Linked DNA regions of Oryctolagus cuniculus: region 2 is linked to region 1. A link is a contact called in public Hi-C data. All regions are on one chromosome and are shown on one strand. Each heading gives the region's core, a stretch centred on a gene start, on an enhancer-like site or on the middle of the called end of the contact. The rest is flanking DNA. Distances are from core to core; before and after follow the strand shown. Region 1 holds the start of PTPRN (protein tyrosine phosphatase receptor type N). Region 2 holds the start of CFAP65 (cilia and flagella associated protein 65).

Region 1 (3,829 bases), core at 251-2,750:
AAAAAAAAAAAAAATTGATGAGGAACTAGATACTCTCACTGTGGCAAATATCAACAGGTGGATTCCATGCAGATCACATTAGGAGAAGATAGCTTTGTATCCAGAAGCTGGACTCTACCTTAAGGATCTGATCAATTTTAGCATTGCTAACAGTAGAATAGCCAGACATCATGCATTTCCTGAGAAGACACAATAAAAAGTGTTTTTCTGTAAAATTTCTAAAACTTGGTCCACAAGATTTCAGACCCAACTTCTAGTTTACAGAGAATAGAGAGCTACATAGATACCAAGGAAATACAGGGAGGCACACCACAAGGAAACAGCCAGACAAATCCAGGAGGTGGGAGGTTCTGAAGGAAAACTGACCTGGTCTCTTTGACAAGATAATGTCAGAAACGGGGGAAGGGGCCTCCATGTCTATGCTGATACAAGCACCAGTGGTCCCTGGTTGACTCCTGTTTTGAACAAAACAGCTGGACAAAGAGCATTTGGAGAGAGAATTTGAGAAATGTGAATATGACCTGAGCACTAAATAATACTAGGTAATTATTGAACATTTTGCTAGACGTCGGAATGATGTTTTGGTTCTGTGGGAAAATGTCCTTATTTCCTGGAGATGCTATTGAATCTTGACAAGGGAACTGTGTCTATCATTTCTGCTTAAATACTAAAAAGCAAATATGGCAAAAAGAGCAATCATTGTCAAGTCTGGATGAAGAGTGAGTACTCACTACACACTTGCAACTTTTTTTTGGAATTTTACTGGAAAGCAGAGAGTACAAACATTAAATTTGAGCTTTAGAAAGCTCAGTCTCTGGCTAACTGGGCGACAAAGAATGAAAGCAAAAAGACGACTTAGGAGATGCGGGCTACAACAGTGAAGAAAGAGCGCAGCGGTTCAGGCGGAGCAGTGGGGATGCAGTGTGGGAGGCGATGGGAGCTGGGAGAGCGGGTAGAACTGTGGAGAGAAGCAGCATCCTAACTCTGATGGCCGAAGACTGCGGAGAGGCCAGTGGTGGCCCAGGATGCGGGTCAAATGCGCAGATGCAAATCCAGCCATCATTCTCAGTGCTCCGCCCAAGGGTAACCAGTGCGGGCTTCCCAGCCACCTGGTGAGGTGAGTGCTCTTAGCACCTCCGCCTTGCGGGCAGGCAACTTGGGCGCACACGGGTTGTTTCCCAAGGTTATCCCCCTGGTAGGTGGCCCTCAGCTTGTATTCATGAAGGTACTGGAGGGCGCGTATTCCACTCACTCTAGGCACCTCATCCTGGGGCGTGTACTTCCCCATCCACGTATCTGTCCGGGCCCCAGCCCAACCGTTACCCTCTCGCCGACCCTGGGACTGGGAGACGGAGGTGGTGGTCCCCGAAAAGGAGAACAGGTCAAAAGAAGGTGGGCCCAGGTGGGAATTTTAGCAAGGCGCCCACTCTTTGGCGGAGGAGGAATGGGTTGTACAAGGGCCGGGCTAAGACGAGGCTCTTACGCCACCTATGACGCGAACAAGCGTAAGAGCCGGGGGTGGAGGTGTCGTCACCACCGCCTGCGGTTGGCCGAGTCGCCGAGAGAGGGGCTGTAGACCCCGCCTCTAGGTGGGTGGGGAGTGGCAGGCCCCGCCTCGACCCCTCTAGCCGGAGCCCGCCAGAGTCGCTGCGGCTCCGGCTGGGGAGCGGGTGCTTGGAGCCAGAAAGGATGCGGCGCCCGCGGCGGCCGGGGAGTCCCGGAGGCTCCAGAGGGCTCCGGCTGCTCCTCTGCCTCCTGCTTCTGAGCAGCCGCCCGGGGGGCTGCAGCGCCATTAGTGCCCACGGTCAGGAGGAAACTTGGGGGGGGGGGGGGGGAATATGGGCCGGGAGAAAACTCGGTGAGGGGTGGGGGAAGTGCGGTGAAGGTAAGAAACCCAGGTAGAAGGGGGAGGGGGGCGCTGTGCGAGGAGGAAGAGAGACGCCTGGGAGGAAAGGGGCGTAGGCCTGGAGGTGGGGCTGGAAGACGGGGGCGGGACCTGAGAACTGGGCTGAGGGAAGGCTATGGGTTCCGGAGCAGCAATGGGGTTGCGTGCGGGCAGAGGGACTCAGAGCCTGGCTCCGAGGCCAGAGGAGAAGCAGGTCGCGCCAAGGCCTCAGGGAGGTGGTGACCCGCGCCAAGCAGGGCGAGGAAGAGGGCGAGGGCGCCGTATCTGCGCCCGGGTCGCAGCTTCCAGTGGAGAGCGGACCTAGAGAGGAGCCAACGATTCTCTTTAAACCCAGAAAGGCCGATGGCTACGATCTGGTCACCCAAAAGAGGGGAGAGTTGGATGGGAGGGCAGAAGAGGATGAAGAACGGAGGGTCCTCTCCTGTCCCCCTCCCCACGGCCCGGCCCGGTGCTGACTCACACCTGTGTGGACAGACATTCAGCGCTGACTCACGGGCCGGGGGTGGGGGTGGGTAGGTGGCGCGTGGGGGAAGGGGCGCAGCCTCGCCATCTGGCGCCCTCTTTCCCCACCCGGGAGGCCAATGCAGGGTACTTCCTGTGACGCTGTGGGTTGGCAAGCGGAGTGTCGGGTCTTTGAAAACTCCTCGCCCCAGCACCCCTCCCTCTCCTGTTACTGCCTCCAGGCGAGCCCTTTGGCCGCGCCAGGATCGGAGCTTCAGCACCACGGACAGCACCAGCGACCCGGGTCTGGGAGCAGTGCAGGGCCTGCTGCCAAAAGAGAGAGCCCTCCCCTCCCTCATACCCCTGCGGGGGAGGTGTGCTAGGGTGCCCACCTCTTCTGAGTTCCAGGCCATCATAGTTAGGATGCTTTGGGATGTTTGGAAAGGAAAATCCCTTTCCCCCTAGAATCCGGTCCCAAATCCTGCCATAGCAGTAACTGTAAGAACAGAAGTTTATGATCCCCCCCCCCAACATCCCCCACTCTGCCCACCCCCATGAACCTGGAAGAAGTCTTCTTCCCACCACTCAATTAAGCACTCAGGCTTGCAAGGATCCAGACTTACGGGTCTTCAAAATCCAAAGTCAGATCTCATACTTTCTTCCTTTAAGAATTCTAGATCTCTTCCCTACTCTCCTCCCAGCTTAAAGACTTCCTTCGAGTGAAAGAATGGACCCCACCTTCTTTTCCAGCCCCCTCTCCATACAGCCATTCTATCTGTGTGGGTGTCTGAGCTTCTACTCACCTGTCCCTCTACAGGTTGTCTGTTTGACCGCAGACTCTGCTCCCACCTGGAAGTCTGTATTCAGGGTGAGTGAGGCTCAAGCATAGATTCACAAGAGAAGGGAGACACAAAAATAAACAAGTGGATGGATGGGGCCAAGAAGGAAGCAGGGCTACTGGGCATGGGGAGCATGGGGACTGGCATTGAGGATCAGAGCCCTATGGAACCATGAGAGCAAGTAGAGAAATGTGTTGATTTGCTGCTTGGACTTTGGAAGCCTGCTGGTCCAAGCCCTCTGCTGACACCACTTTTGTGCTCTTAGATGGCTTGTTTGGACAGTGCCAGGTGGGAGTGGGGCAGGCCCGGCCCCTTTTGCAAGTGACTTCCCCGGTTCTCCAACGTTTACAAGGAGTGCTCCGACAACTCATGTCCCAAGGTGAGGGCTGATGCACTGGGGGAGGCAGCCTGGAACTTGGTTAGATATGGGAGAGGAAGTGAAGGGGACTTGACCGAAGGGTTTTCTTGGAACACACTTCTAGAGTCTGACTTTCCCAGATCTTGCTGGAGAAGGAGGCAAGACAGGAGTGGGGGTCGAGCCCTAGAGATGAGAGGTCCATACTGGGACTCTTGAGGGGAGCCCAGTGGGAGTTTCTAGAATGAGTCACTGGAAGAGGCCAGCATCCACCTCTTTAGGACAAGT
Region 2 (4,218 bases), core at 1,331-3,830, 260 kb after region 1:
TTCCCCAAGGACGTTTGAGATGCAGACCTGTAGCAGCACTCAGTAGAGTGCATCCAGGGCAAAGGAAGGTGGCAGAGCACTAAGGACTGAGGCTGAGGGGACTTTCCACCTGGACAGCAGGGCATCTCCTTCCATCTTTCTCTGCCTCAGAGAGCAGCAGGGCAGGCTCCTTCTTGGTGAAACAAATGAGAACGACGTGGAGAGAAGGATTTCCCACCTCTCCAGGGTGCAGCAGAGAGGCCAGGAAGGGGAGGGTGCACAGAGTGAGTGAATGGCTTATCTGCAGGGACCTTCCCCTTAGCAGGTGACCTTCCTGGATCTGTGTATCTGACTGCTGATTGCTTGGCACAGGCCTGGTCATTCTCTCTTCACACCCACTTTTGAAGATTATCCTAGGCACCAGATGAGGAAGCTAAAGTTCAGAAAGATCATGTGACTTACCCAAGGTCAGACAACCAGTAAGCAAGACTCTCAGGATTAATTCCAGGTCTGTCTGATTTCCCAGCCCAGCCTCTGTATGCCATGAGGAGTATGGGAAGACACTTGGAGAAAAGGCTGAGGAAGGTAACTTTTACAGACGTGGAAGCCCAGCTTCCAGTCTAGGAGGATCTGAGGCTGTCTCTCCCCACTCCCAACTCCCCCCCCCCATCCTTTTTCCTTTCTTCTACATCCTGATCCTCCTCAATGTCCTAAATCATCACCCACCTTAACCAAACAGCACCTTCCCTTATTGCCTTTTTGGGGTCCACGGAGGATAGGATCAGGGCCCAGCACCTATTATCCCCTGTGGGTTCTGGGCTCCTGAAAGGGGGACTTCCAAAGCAATCCTGGCTTCCTCTTGCCCCTCCTCAGGCCCAGTTCCCTGCCATGCCTCATTCCATGCTGTTCCCCACCCTGGATAAAGTCCAGCAGGCGGTGCCTTCCCTGGGAGTCCCCCATGTCAGCCAAGATCATTGGCCAACAGGGCTCCCAGGCAGAAGCTAGAATCCACTGAAGAAGAGCCCACAGGGGCCCTGCTGAGAGCAGCAACCATCTACTTTTATGGTCCCAGGCCCAGGATCCACCACGGTGCGGGCAGTTGAGAGCTGAGGAGGAACACTCCCTAGAAGCTGACACAGGGACACATGGGTTTTCCTCCACCTCGGGGTTTTCTTGCTGGGATTCCTGAGGCCACCACCAAACTCCACCCCCAGAGCAGAGTTTGCTCCTTATTTTTTTTCAGCCTCAGACCAGACAGCTGAGTCAGGGTGACCATTTCAAAAAGAACTTAGGGAAAAACAAAAAGGAGATTGTTAAAGAAACTACAAACAGCACGAACATCATCATGTCCAAAGTATGGGTTTCAGATTCTGAGAGTCCTTTTAAAACCTGGGAAAGCGCACTGACTTCCACAGTCCTGGATTCCAGGCAAGCTGCAGGCCTGGTGTGCTGGGGTTAAGTCAGTGGGGGTGCCTGGGCTGCCCCTCCCCCTAGTCCTGGCCTCCCCTGGCCACGGGGTCTCCCAGGCCAGCTTGGAATACTTTGCCCCTTCAGGCTGTCTTTCAGAGTCCGCAAGCCCACTCCAAGCACCCCACAGTAAGACCTTACTGTCTGGGTTTACCTCCAGACTGCCGATGTCCCCTCTCCCTGACTATACCCCCAGCCCTCCAACCTGAGAAGAAAAACATCCGCTTCCTGGACAGTGAAACATCTTTAATTGCTCACGAAGGAACTTTGAGACTCCACATATCTAGACATCTTCAGCCACAGACACACACATGCAGGTGCACACACTCGGCAAATGGTCAAATGGGCTTCCCCCAGTCCACATTATGTGTAACAATTTTTCCTTCATACATTAATCTTCAGGTCTCCTCAAAAGAGCCGCTCGTCTCAATGTTGAACATGAAGAAATGCTCCTGGCCCAAAAGCACCAACGTTCTTTCCCACCCACAAAGCAAGATGCAGATTAGAAGTTACCACGGACTGTCATTTTTTAAAAGATTAATTTATTTCTTTGAAAGGCAGAGTTGGTGGTGGGGAGATCATTCCCTGGTTCACTCTCCAAAGGGCTGGATCAGGCTGATGCCAGGAACTTCTTCCCGGTCCTCCACGTGGGTGCAGGGACCCAAGCACTTGGGCTATCTTCCTCTGCTTCCCCTGGTGCATTAGTAGAGAGCTGGATCAGACTTGGAGTAGCCAGGAGTTGAACCGGTGGCCATATAGGATTCCCGCATTTAGGCGGCGGCTCACTGCACTTCAGCGCCAATACTCATGGGCTGGTTTTAAGTCGACAACTGCGGTTGAGGATCTGACCCTATATCACCAGCATGTGTGTGAAAAGATTCACAGACTCCCATTTGGGTGACCAGTCCGCCCAGTAACTTTCTATGAATTTGGTTGTGAACTAAAGTCGCCATTGCTGGGGCCTCACGACAGCTAGGGGATTGGATATATCGGGTTGCGACTGGTAGAAGCCCAGAGTGGCTACTAGCAGGGAAAGTCAAAGAATTAAAGCTGACGGTAGGCGCTAAACGTAGGTGGGGCATTCGCTTTCTATGAAGCTTGGCTCATTCGGGCTGCCGTCGTTGCCCTGGGACACCAAGAGACGCTCTGTCCTGCGCGTCCTGTATCTATGGAGACGGCAACATGGCGGCGGTGTGAGTTCCGAGCGTTGGTCCCGGGATCCCAGAAGTTGCGCGAGTGGCCAGGGAAGGTATGGGTCCCGGGAGACAGCCTGTTATAGGAACTCGTGGTCAGGGGTCCCCTGCATGCGCTTCCGAGAGCCCCGTGGGACTGACGTGGGCGAGATCCATCAGACGGAGGATCCCGAAAGAAAAGAGACGCGGCTCTAAGTCTATTTTCTGTCCCTTCATTTTACCCTTTTCTTACCTTTTCCCTCAACTCTGCAGGACGACTCGTCACTTTTTCCACGGCTCAGTTTAGGAATTTTTTTTTTTGTCAGAGAGCAGGCGAGTAAAGGAAATTTATAGGAAAAAATTTAATCCTCGAGATTAAAAAATCGGATCGAAACAAACCCAAACATCCTCACTTGCCCAGTGACTCCTCGCAGGGTAAACCTTTTGGAAGAGCAGCAGGCTAATGTGGACGCTGTGGTTAGTGGTAGTGACGTGGGTTTGTCACATCAGTTTGTGAAATGGGGTCATCTTCATTTTACAGGTGAGACGGAGATGGAGAAACTTGTCTGAGGAGATGCTGGACCCCAGCTTCCCTCGCCCCAGGACCGATGCCAGAGCCCCACTGGGCCCGCCTCGCACCCCGCTGTTCCCCATCTCCCTGGGGTCGTTGCGTGTGTCCAGTGGAGGCTTCTTCAGAAGCCCAGAGCACAGGGGGATGGGTGTGTGTAGAAGTCCCCGAGGCCAGAGCCACTCCTCAGTCAGCCGGACTGCAGAGCCGCCCAGTGGCGGAAAAGTGAGGGACTCTTCTCCCTGTCTCCCCAGCTTGCGTTTCTTTGAGTCCTTCTGAACGCCCACCTCACATGTGAACGTAAGAGTCGTCCCTGTCTTCTCCAGCGTCCGGCACAGGGGCTGCCCCACAGTAGGCGCCCAGTAAGCACTTTGTGAAAGGAATGCGCGAGTGAATCTGAGATGGTCCCCTCCAGAGGGTTTGGAAATGCTGCCGGTGAGCAAAAACTGAGCCCACAGAGTCTCCCTCTGGGGCGGAGGTGTCCAGTGGAAGTGTGTGAATTCCCACTGTAAAGATAATGACTAAATCCGAATGCCTTCTAATAAGGAGCCGAACCGCAGGCTTGAAAAGAGATCATTTTAGGTCAAGTGGCGGGCAAGTCACATGAAATCATAAACCGTTGTAGGGATTAAAATAGTTGTAAAGACCTTACAGTACTTCCTGGAATAGCAGTTATGGAGCTCTGTGTGCTTGAGATGCAGGTACTCTGAACTGAGTTCTGTGGCGTGAAGTATCCAGATTGCAAAGACTTAGTGGGGAAAATCTGAAACAGTTCCTTAATGACTCCAGATTGGTTATATAGTAAATGAATAGTATTCTTTGATATGGTGGATTCAATAAAATATATTATTATAATTAATTTCACCTCTTGCTTTTGAGTTTTTTTCATGGTGGCTACTAGAAAATTTTAAATTGCAGCTGTGGCCCGTGTTCGATCTGGGGAAGGTGATTTGTGGTGACTTGTGGGTGATGGCTCCAAAATGAATGCAAAGGGAAGTGAGAGCTGTATCTTTTTTTTGGGGGGGGGCTCCT

Evidence for each region. Hi-C and Micro-C count contacts between places; a contact is called where the count stands out from the background.
Region 2: a contact with region 1 is called in a Hi-C map of an unstated tissue, with 2.2 times the contacts expected there. The contact joins the promoter of CFAP65 here to the promoter of PTPRN in region 1. A contact is called at or near these places in 2 of 6 Hi-C or Micro-C datasets (ear pinna and an unstated tissue).

The regions. Positions count from the first base shown.
Region 1 is chr3:20,167,762-20,171,590 of mOryCun1.1, forward strand. PTPRN (protein tyrosine phosphatase receptor type N) reads left to right here and starts at 1,501. Exons shown (of 23, transcript XM_051848125.2): 1 at 1,501-1,589; 2 at 3,165-3,215; 3 at 3,452-3,565. The coding sequence starts at 3,556.
Region 2 is chr3:20,430,369-20,434,586 of mOryCun1.1, forward strand. It overlaps CFAP65 (cilia and flagella associated protein 65), which reads left to right and starts at 2,581. Exons shown (of 33, transcript XM_070070182.1): 1 at 2,581-2,695; 2 at 3,441-3,621.